Regions from separate parts of the Mus musculus genome. Here all the other regions are linked to region 2. The links are chromatin contacts, called in public promoter capture Hi-C maps. All regions are on one chromosome and are shown on one strand. The core of a region is the stretch at or near the end of the contact, and the rest is flanking DNA. Distances in the headings are between cores, read along the strand shown.

Region 1 (3,603 bases), core at 736-3,235, 2.8 Mb before region 2:
CTCAGGCTTCCTAGAGTCTTCACCCATTCATGTCTTCCCTGCTGGCACATCTCCCGATTCCTTTCCCCATCCTTCTTGGCTTCTCAGCCTTTTCTTTCTTGCCTAGCAGTTACCCTCCTCCCCTGTTGACTCATATCTCATAATCTGCCATCTATCTATTTATTTTTTATTTTTTTACTTAATGGAACATTGCTGGGGATGAGGGGCTCTTCCTCAATTGAGACTGAAGACCCACACCTTTCCTTTCCCAGCCAAAAAGTGATTCTTGGGCTCAGTGTGTAGCTCAGAAGCAGAGTACATATTTAGCAGGCATAAAGTCCAGAAGTCAATCCCCAGCACCAAAAATAAGTAAGTAAATAAGCAAATAAGCAAACAAACTGTTCCCTGGAGAATAGCAAACCGCTTCCTTGGAAGAAGCCCTGGATAGTGTTCTTCAAAGGGCGGAACTGTATGTGATTGGCATGCTTGTATATGTATATGTATATGTATATGTATATGTATATGTATATGTATATGTATATGTATATGTATATATTTTTTCTGATCTATACATTTACTGCTATGAGCATTTACAGTAATGAAAATCAGTATGCTTCAAAGAGGGATTGGAGGGCAATCTTTTGAGAGGACAGGGCTCCACACTTGTCAAAGGTGCCTACTTGGGGAAAAAAAATCACATTTCTAAGCCCCATTTGTACAACTGTAAAAGACCTACCTACCTGGGGTGATCAGGCACTCTGGCAGCTGTTATTTATTTAACAAGAGTTAAAATGTCAGCAATGGCTTGCCCCTAAGTTCTCACTGCGTCTTGGACACTGGGCATTGGGAAGTGTCACCTCTCAAAGATATGGGCTATTCCTCCCTTCCAAACTTATTTATTTTGCACATTGTGGGAGAAAGGTGGGGTTCCTGCTGTCGTTAAGTAACCTCTGGAGTCTTTAGCCAGAGTGACAGAAAGAAAACACTAGGAATTTGGAGTCGTCTCTTTCCTTAGATCGGAGGCTAAGAATAAGCAAACACGTTTTATATAGGTATGGGTCACTCAACTCCTTTAGCCAGCTAGGAGCCAGGACCAGTGCTGGATGCCTTCATACAAGAGCCCTTAACAAGATCTGCTTTGGCGTTAGGCACTTGCAGCATCCAGTTTCCGTGTAGGCGCTGATAGACACTTCCTCCCCTTGCCCACAGGGCCCTCTCACGGTCACTCACCCAGCACCTTCCAAAGGAGAAGGTTTTGGGGGCTGAACCAGCTCCACCCCAGAACCACACTGACTAGGTTCTTTCCTGCCCATCACCACCAAGACCAGGGTGGATTCTCCCCGACTTCGCCACATAAGGGCTTAGACGATCATCTGAGGGTCGTGAAGATCTTGCCACAGTCCGCGACAGCAGCAGTGGGATAGGAAATCGTTTGGGGGCCAAAAAATACCAAGGGAAAGGACTAGCACACCAGCAACTTTCCTGTGTCTCCGTGGGGGAAGTTCCACCTCTCGTCTAAGCAGCAGCTTTCCTGCATGAAAGCTCTGCTCAGATCCAGATACAACCTAGATTGTCTGGCCCATGGGCGCTCAGACGCCCCCGCGAGCTGGGGAGCATTTTCCCCAGGGCTTGGCTCAGATCAGGCAGGCGCCTTCCATCATCCAATACAATATTTCAGCACCATTCTTTCCCACATTGTTCCTAGGTCTTCCGCACCCACTTCCATCCCTCACTCACCCCCCAGGGGTTCTCGTGTGCCCCTTGCCCCAGAACACGCTGAGTTCAAGTATGGACTTACCGTGCAGCAGTCCATTGCCGGTGTTGAGGGTCCTTGGCTGGGGTGGAGCCTGGCGCAGAGCGGGGGTGGGTTTGTACGATGCTGGGTGGCAGCTCAGGGGCTGTCGGGCACTCCCCGACCAGCGCAGAATCCTTGCAGAACCAGCCTCTCTCCTCTTGGGTCCGGTCTCCCGCGCTCCGCAACTCTTGCGAATGTAACCTGAGCCCTGCGGCCTCGAAGCCAATCAGAAGACACTTTCTGCAGGGTGGGCGGGGAGAACTGGAGCGAGGACCACTCCTTCTCTCGACTCTCTCCGCCTCGCTCGCTTTGGTGCTCCAACCTCTCCACCTACACACTTCCATCCATTCCTCCTACACACCCCATCTCCCAAATTCACCCCCCCCCCCGCTTTCTAAGTCGCAGACTGCCAGGCAGATGTACGTCGGAGTAAGCACAAGGCCTCCAACATCCAGGGCACAAATACACATCTGGGTGCAGCACGCCCTACCGCCCATAGATAGAAAACCACGAACCTCACCCACCTCCCTGTTCTAGAGTCCCAAACATTACTCCCTCTATTTCCCCTCTCTGCAGAGATGCCCTCCTCACTCTAGTTACAGAGAAACCTGATGGTAGACAGCCTACATGATGGGCACATAGTGACATAGACGCTCCAAGCCTCATGCATCCATACATACTCCCAGGCGGGGTGGTGTGGTGTATCTTCCCACATACAGACACTGCAGACACAATAGGCAAAAACAACTCCACAGGGCCGTGTCCACACACCCTGTGAAGCACAGGTAAACGGTAGACCTCCTGTTAGTTAGCACATAGACAAAAATACCTGCATTCTCACTGCTGGCAATGTCTGCACTAAGTGTTTTCTTTTTAAAATTTTTAGCAAGAACACTGTATTGTCACACGTTGATTCTACGTATTAATTGATTCCATTGTGACCTACTTGTGCCCTTTAAACCATGTTCACCTGGTTACCCTCTTTTGCCCCTTCCCACTCCTGATAACCCCTACTCTTTCCACAAGTATCCCTTTTATTGCCATGTCTTTTTTTTTGGAATGGGGGGGTGTCGAGAAGGAACCCATTGAATTTTGTTAGTGTTGTTTATAGGAGCACGGGCAAGGGCTTCTTTACAGCATTGTAGGCACTGTACTAGTGACTGCACCCCTAAAGTAAATGTCTCTCCCTACCTCACCAACTATTAATTGTGTATAAATCTTCAGGGTGGGGTGGTACCTCATAAGCCCCTCCTCTTTCCATGATAGAGTGTTAATGGGCCCACTCTTGTGGAGATCTTGTGCAGGTGATCCAGCTGTTGTTAACTCAATAGCCAAGTCATGACTGGAAATCATCATTCCATACCTCACCCCCCTTCTTCTGGTTCTTAAATTCTTCCTACCCCTTCTTCCATGATGTTTCCTGAGCCTTGGAAGTATTGGTATATATGTGTCCTCTCTATGACTTGGCATCCAATAGCCTCTAATTCTCAGTATTTTGACTAGTTCTAAGTGTCTTCCATCATCACCGACCAAGTATCTATTTTGTATCTCTCCATGACCTGTGATCTATCTGTCTACTTATCCATCTATCTATCCTTCCATCCATCTGCACCAAATAAAATCACGTACACCCAGCACCCACTTTGAATGTATTTATATCCTGGTACAGACTTAGCACACCCACCCATCCCACTCCTCACACTAGACTTCCTAACCTTTTGATTCACCGCTTCAAAATAAGACAAAAGTTAGCCACCCTCACACTTGCTCTTTGGAAGAAAAAGGATGCTGTCAAACCAAGCAGTGTTGCGGTTATCACTGGTTTTGGC
Region 2 (3,899 bases), core at 333-2,832:
TGAAGTTGGCACTTCTTCCCAACAATCGACTTCCTGGGCCCTACTGCCTTGCGACCAACTGCTCACCACTGAGCTCACCACTGGAGATCCGAGGGCCCTGGGTAGAGGCTGGCACGTCTCCCTCCCTAGAGCCTGGTGGGTACTGTCAGTCATCACCCTCCAAGGTTCTGGTACTGTACCTTCTTTAATCAAAACCCAGGTCTCTAAGCACACTGTGAATGAGTACCAGAGCGGTACAAGCAAGTCGCAGCGGGTGCCCTGCCAGGTAGCTCTCAGGGGTGGAGGAAAAGATGAACTAGGCAGATCTCATCAAGGTCTTTCCTCACTTCTGCCAGGGAGGCCACCGTTACCCATCCAAGGGTCACATGAAACAACAGAGTGACTGAGTGGAGGCTCCACGCCCACAGGGACGGAACTACCTCCTGCAGGACTCTGCGTTTTACAAAGTGCCACGCAAGGAGGGAGACACATTCCCACTAGTGGTAGTGTTTGAGAAGCAGGCAGACTCGGGAAGGGGATGGGGTGCAGGTGGAGTGGGGTGGGAGGTGGAGTCTTTTCTCTGTTGTCAGGTGCAGTGGGCGTGGTCCCTCAGTGACTTCCAAGCCAGCCTGCCAAGGGGTGGGGGTGGGGAACAGTGGGTTCAGCCCTTCTGGGAAAGGGACCAAGCAGGACATATGGGCAGAATTGGCAGGGGTAGAAGGAGGGATGCTGAGCACTACAGACAATTCAATACTAGAGGGGAGATTAAAAGACAGAGACAAAAGATGGCTTACTTTTGAGAGGCGCTTGTGAGACTAAGACCATGCATGCAAAGGTGTTTGGAAAACAGTGGGGAGAAGAGGAAGAACAAGAAATCAAAAGACAAGTTCAAGTGGGGTTTCTCCCAAGCCTCCCGAGGGGTCCCCTTTCTCAAGCCCTGCGACTCCCGTTGGTTTAGGAGCACCTGAGTAGAGGCACCTCTTGATTGCCAGAGGCCTGGGGATCGAAGGAGAACTCTGGGGAACCTTAACCATGTGAGGGAGGCCTCTATGCTAATCCTTGGATCAGGAGCCCAAGACAAGCTTGAGAGGGAAGGAAAAGTCCTGTGACTATCCTCTCTGCAAGATGAGTAGGGCATGGGCTGGGACAAAGGTAAGGCGGGGTGATGGCCAAGGAGGAGGTTAAAAATAGCCCTCCGGAAGCTTCCCTGAACTCGCTCTTCCTGGCAATACACTTGTCCCAAATAACGTTCCTTTGCCAGTTCAAAGGGCCAAATTTAACGAAGGATTATAAAGGCGACACCTCCTGCTCACCAGAGCTTCCTCCATATCTCAAGGGTCTTGAAGTTCCTTAGATGCTTACCGAGAGATGGGGAGCGGGGTGGAGAAGGGGCGCATGACTCGGGACCCTCCCTGAATGATTAACCAGGAATCAATTCATCAAGAGTCTCCCCTGCTGACGCTGACCTGTCCTGACTTCATCACATAGACACGGGGCTGTTCGGTCACATGAGTACCCAGTAGCTTCCTGCGACCAGCTAACAAAGGCTGCCAAGTCCCCAGCATCGTCTGCTCACCTTGGAATTTTTACCACCGCTCCGACCAGACTGTGAGGAGCAACTGCGTTGCACACCCTGCTCCGGGGTGGACGGGGACTTGTCCGAGGAGTGATCTGAGCCCTTCTCCACCATGGTGTCTCCGTCCTGGTTCTGTGGTGTTGGTGAGCGGGACCGCTTCCGGAGGATGGGAGAGCAGGCTGGCGTGCTGCGGTTGGAGTTACTGGCAGTGCTGCAGGGGCAGATGGAGACGGGGAATGAGATGGAGAGGGAAGAGGAAGGAAGGAAGGAAGGCTGTGAGTGACGGTCGGCCACAGACCCATGCAAAGGAGCCAGCTCAGGGAGCCCAGGCAACAGGCTGAGGAGACAACCCAGCTAGGGACTTGCTGCACTGTAATGCTGCTACTGACCAGCAGGGGGCAGTAGTGCCGGTGTGAAAAGGGAACTGGGACTAGAAACAAGCAGTCAAGTATTTAAATATTCACCCATCCAATCCTGTTTGAGCTTTAACTACATGTAGAAAGCTATTAGGGAAGATGATTTAGACCCTGAAAGAATCTCTCAATGCCACCAGTTCATTTTATACATGCTTTGTTTCAACACTTGCCCATAGTGACAACAACTCCGCTTTTCAAAGCATTCACATATATATTATTTCATAGGCATGTCTTTTACAAATTACGACGTTATTTTATCTTGCATGTATGTGTGCAGGCATGCATGTACCATGGGCATGCCTGTGGATGTCAGAGGGCAACTTGCCAGAGTCTGTTTCCTCCTTCCACAGTGTGAGTCCTGCAGAATGAACTCAGGCCACACTGGCTTGGCCATCTCGCTGGCACAGGTACCATGTGCCAGGACATTCAGTTGAGTTAATAACGGCCACTATCCTTCCATTTCATTTAAAAGATGAAGCTAAATGCCAGATAGAGAGGAGAAAGTGACCCAGGGCTAGCCTCAGAGTTTGCTACAGATGTAAGTCACTCATAGCAGCCTGGTAAGTTATGTTGCTGGTCTACGGGGGGGGGGGGGGGTTGTTCTCATACCTCCTACCCAAAATTCACCTCTAAAAAGTTCCTTGTACTTCCCATGGCACTAAATCCAGTTATACCGAGGCATTCAATCTGTTAATACAGTAAAGACCGAAACTTAGCTTGTGTTTTCAATAGAATAGAAGAGGTGAAGAGAAAAGGGTGGAGAGGAAAGAATGAACTCAGTTTGTTCTGTTTTCAGAGAACAGAGAAATCAAAGAGCTGGGCAGGGAGGGAAGAATCCTCAGAAAGAGACAGTGGAAATGGGAAGGGACATCCTGGGAGATTACATGGCCCCAGACCAAGGTGACAGGAGGGGCAGGATCCTGCCCACCTGCTCAGGAGCCAGACTAACTCAGGAAGCCTTTGTGCCATACCACATTCTGGCCTTGCCTCGGGACAGTGACATTTACATGAAGATCTAGCTGTAACCTCAGATGCTCCATGGAGACATTTGTAAAGAGTACCATGCCCTACCGCCTGGATAAACTCAATACAGAGAGAGCATCCAGCAGCCCATCCAGTATCATTGGGGAGGGGGAAGAGGTAGAGTGTGAATCTGTATGGAGTGGGGCCGGGAGCTCTGCACATGACCTCCACTATGTGTACATGCACAGATGCACATACCACGCCGCACACGTGGGGATTAGAGGACAGCTTTAGGGAGGTAGTTCTCTCCTTCCACCATGTGGGTCCCAGGGATCGAACTCTGGTCGATCCCTGGGACCCACATGGTGGAAGCTTGGGAGCAAGCACCTCTGCCCATTGAGCCATCTCTCTCTGCTCCACTGGATCTTCTCAGGCTGCCCAAACTGGAATTTAGTTCTCCAATGTGTTCTTCACCTCTGTGCCCACTCTTGCATCTGTCACTGAGTGAGTCCCCTCTGCCACCAGCCCTGCTCACAGAGACCTCTGCCTATTCCTTGCCCTTCTCCAAAGGCACCGTCATTGCTCAGAAGTGGTATCTGCCATTTCAGCCTACTCCATCCTACTCATTCTGTTTCCATAAGGCTCATTATTCCACCCTTCCCTTCCTGTCGTAGGGTCCTCCCTCAGGTTCTCAAGGTGTCTTGCCTGGACTTGTCCAATAGCCTTAGCTATGATTTCAGTGGGAAAAAAACCCGCCCAGAATAATGGGTCACCAACCCCCCCATGCTTGGCCTCCACTCCAATCCTCTTCTATACTAGAAGAAATCCCTGTAACCATAGTTCTGCACCTTGGCAGAGTCATTAATAGCCTTGCTACACTGCTAAACCTATTAAAAGATCAGCCATTGTCCTGTAGATTTGGACACGCTGCTAAGCAAATAAAACCAGTTCCTATGCATTTTATG
Region 3 (3,623 bases), core at 360-2,859, 2.9 Mb before region 2:
CTTTAAGTTCCCTGCTGCCAAGATCTTGCTCTATGCTTTTGTGGTCACTGCCCTATTCTTTATCCTCCATAGCTGTTTTTTTGTTTTGTTTTCCCTAGTGGCAGTGTGTAGTGACCAACAACCATCGTCCCTCCCTGACTTTTCAAGCTTAAATGAAAAGATAGATGTCTGGTATAAAGCTCTAGGTGAGTAAAAAATCCGAGAAAATAACTGCTTGGTCTCTTGGGACTCCTCAAAGGTGGCAAGACTGGAGAATCTCAGCCCTCTTCAAACTCCTTCCACACAACACCCTTCTGATCCACGCTTTCCCTCTAATTCCTGCAGACACAGCCGAGGGCTCTCTTTCCCTGGAATTTCTTCCCTGTCATTCCTGGTCTCCAGAGATGCTTCGACAGCAGCCTAATGAATAGCTAATGGCCATGCAAATAGGGCTCTGGGGCTCCTCCCTTGCACCTGAGTACGGGGGGGGGGGGGAGAGAGAGAGAGAACGAGAGAGAGAGAGAGAGAGAGAGAGAGAGAGAGAGAGAGAGAGAGAGAGAGAGAATCCTTTCATCTTTTAGAGACTGCAAAGGTGGACCATGTCCAGAGTCCGGGGCCCTAGCCTAAGTTGGGCAGAGGCTTCCAGAGGGAGAGTTCCTGACGTAGCCAGCAGGGAGCGCGATCAGGCCTCTCTCCAGACTGCCTGCAGCGCTCAGGGGGGGCAGCGCTGTCTCAAGTTATTTATTAATCACTGTAATTAGCAGTAACGACCTCGCCATCGCTCTGCCAGGCTGGGTCAGCTGTGAGTCTCACTGGGGATACAAACTTAATACTAAGTTTCCTTGAGAAGATTGCTGACTTTGACCCTCCGCGTAAAAACACCTACAAAGTTGGGGGCTTTCCCACCCTTGCTCTGAGTGAGGTTTTTGAAAACTTTAGGTCCTGGAAGTGGCATCTGCTACTTGGGTGGATCACCTAGTGCCCGGTTTAGCCTTGGCCGACTGGCGACATCGTGCCCTGGTCTAACCTTCCTTCTTAGCTTGGAACTTGCCCTTTACATTTCTCCCACCTGGGGTGGGTGTGGTAGGTGGATAGTAGGAGAGATGAGGAGAAAGGGGCTCAGCAGCCCTCCACCACAGGCAAATACACCAACTCAGACGCTCCTTTGGGACCCCACTTCCCAGGAGGGCCCTGACAGGCGCCCCTGGGTCCTGGAAAAGGAGACCTTCCGTCTTCCCTTCCAAGCAGCCCTCTCATCCCGATCTCCAAATCTAAGGTCCCCATCGAACAGTCTCACCATTGAGAGAGGGATCTCCAGGAGGAAGCAGACTAGGGTTGAGCGCTGCCAGCGAGGAGTTGAAGCCGAAGAGTAGCTCGCTGGAGTTGGAGATGTCCCTGGCCAGGGAGTCCGCGAACAAGTTCATCTGTAGTAGTGTTTTAAGCAGGTAGCGCAGCATAGCGCAGCCCGCCTGGGTCTTGGGCAGGGGCCTCGGAGCCCAGCCCTTGGGTCTGGGACCCGCGGGCCGGGAGCCGTAAGCCCCTCCACAGCCTTTGCGCGCTGCGGCAGCCACGATGCCGCTGTCCTGCAGGCGTGCCTGGGTACCGGCCGTGCCTCTGCGCGGGCTGTCCTCCTTCGCTGGTTCTTCTCTCCACCCCCCCCCCCCCCAGTGCCAGAATCCCCTGGGAGCTGGGCGGGCGGAAAGCAGGTGCCACTCGGATCACGCCGTAATTAAGGGCTTAATCCGCCTTCCTCCATATCCCCACCTCCACCAGGATGGCCACTAACAGGGCCGCGCGCAAGTTAGAGTCCCCGCCCCACACTCCTCTCATCAAATGTTGCTCTGAACCTGGCGGGAGAGTCTCTCTCTCTCTCTCTCTCTCTCTCTCTCTCTCTCTCTCTCTCTCTCTCTCTCTCTCTCTCTCTCTCCCCCAAGACGCGGACTGAGCCTCTGTCAGACTCAGCCCTTCTTTCTAAAATTATAGCAGGAATTATTTCCTTTCTCGGACGTCAGGGAAACTGAGGCATTGGGAGAGCAGACACTGTTGAGCTCTCAATGTCCCAGCTTCCAGTGCCTTTCAAATTCTGGGTCCTGGAAACGTGAGCGCAGGGTGCTAGGATACCTGGGAGTGGGGGTGGAGGGGAAGAAGAGAATTCCACCGCTGGATCACCTCTCGCCCCACGTGCGCGTCCGATTCCTCCTAATCCTGTGGCTTGCCACTAGGAACCCACAGGGATACAGAGATCCAACTTGACCTGGAGTCCTGCTCCAGATGCGCCCCCCCCCCCGCCCCGTCAGGAAATCCTGCCGGGTGCTCAGAACTGAGTAAAATTGGAGGAGACCCCGAGAATCCAGGCAGCACGCACCTATTAGCATAGTGCATTGCTCCACTATGACGTGTTTTAGGAAGTTGTTTGACAGTTTTGAAGAGACCAAAAGTCTAGAACAAAGGAAGCAAAGTGTCACAGACCGGGTGAATGCCAAATTGTGTGAAACTGCTGGAACCAGATAACAGCTGTTTATCCTCCCGGTCGGGGTGAGGTGGGGTGGGGTGTGCAACAGGAAAACCAAAGCCCCGGTTCTGTCTCGAATAGGGGTTATTTTAGCCTTGGAGATGTTGCAGCCAACCATCTTTGCTTTTGCCCCTCTCCTGCACACACTTTCTCTAGACTGGAAATGATGTTGAATGTGGAGCAAGAGACCGTGGCTTTCCCATCCTGTAGGTTCTGTGGACAAGTAAGTGTTTGGATTGCTCTTAGGCTATGTAATCGTGCAGCGGCTGCTTCTGATATGTAAGGGGACACCTGCACAGGAAGACAGCTCAGAGCGCTATATGCTACTCAATTCCAGGGTGGAAGATGAAGCTGTGGCAGATTCCAAACCAAAAGCAGGTCAAGAGTAGAGGAACATGGCCCCACCAACCAGTTTGTCTCTACAATCCAGTGTCCTGCCCACGGAATTCTGGGGGCATTTAGTGCTTCGGAGTCCTCGGTCCAGGACCAGAGAGCTCAAGGTGGGATGAACTAAATGGTGAGGGCTGATGGGGCTCAACAATCCCACGGGACTTAGAGCCCTGGGAGCTGACACATCTGTGGGTGCTGAACTGGGTCCCTGGTGCATCCACCGAAGACAAAACCTGGGCAGATCTTGAGAATGGGGTAGGCTAGGGCACTAAAGAGATAGAAGTTTTTTACATCAGACCCTCATCCAGGGGCTTGCTGTAGTGCTAGACCACTTTCAGCCGGAGAGGTAAGGAAGGGGTGTGTGTGCTGAATTTGCCAATCAGAAGACATCACCATTTGAGACCAATCCCTTCAGAGTTAAGGATGAAGAGGACTAGTTCATCTGGTCTGATCCTCAGAATCTTAAGGACCGTTTGCTTGGCCTTCTGCTGGTCGGTCTTGCGGGTTCCATCACATTAGAAGGCCAAGCAAGGCAGAAACTTAACTTCATGGCCCTGCTTTGGAGCTGGAAAGGCTGGAAACCCCCTAACCATGCAGATTTTGCCCTATGCTAATCCCTTGATTTGCTCCCGGCCGGCCTCTGGGCAAACACACCCCCGCCTGGCGTCTAGGGGCTTGTCACCCTGTTAGCGGATTTGTTTCTGGAGACCGCACAGTTAATTGGCCCTTTATGTGGGGATCA

Evidence for each region. Promoter capture Hi-C pulls out the DNA fragments that hold promoters and counts their contacts.
Region 1: a contact with region 2 is called in a promoter capture Hi-C map of hippocampal neurons, with 13 times the contacts expected there. The contact joins the promoter of Nrgn here to the promoter of 1700110K17Rik in region 2. A contact is called at or near these places in 5 of 39 promoter capture datasets (cranial neural crest, embryonic stem cells, hippocampal neurons and 2 more).
Region 3: a promoter capture Hi-C map of hippocampal neurons shows a contact between it and region 2, with 21 times the contacts expected there. The contact joins the promoter of Robo3 here to the promoter of 1700110K17Rik in region 2. A contact is called at or near these places in 4 of 39 promoter capture datasets (cranial neural crest, hippocampal neurons, pre-B cells and 1 more) and 1 of 115 datasets of contacts at active chromatin or transcription factors (astrocytes).

What each region holds. Positions count from the first base shown.
Region 1 is chr9:37,550,760-37,554,362 of GRCm38.p6, forward strand. Nrgn (neurogranin) reads right to left here and starts at 1,986. Exons shown (of 4, transcript NM_022029.2): 1 at 1,778-1,986. The coding sequence starts at 1,792.
Region 2 is chr9:40,331,890-40,335,788 of GRCm38.p6, forward strand. It overlaps 1700110K17Rik (RIKEN cDNA 1700110K17 gene), which reads left to right and starts at 1,583. Exons shown (of 3, transcript NR_040728.1): 1 at 1,583-1,698. Gramd1b (GRAM domain containing 1B) reads right to left here. Exons shown (of 20, transcript NM_172768.2): 3 at 1,556-1,766.
Region 3 is chr9:37,431,566-37,435,188 of GRCm38.p6, forward strand. Robo3 (roundabout guidance receptor 3) reads right to left here and starts at 1,610. Exons shown (of 28, transcript NM_001164767.1): 1 at 1,277-1,610. The coding sequence starts at 1,436.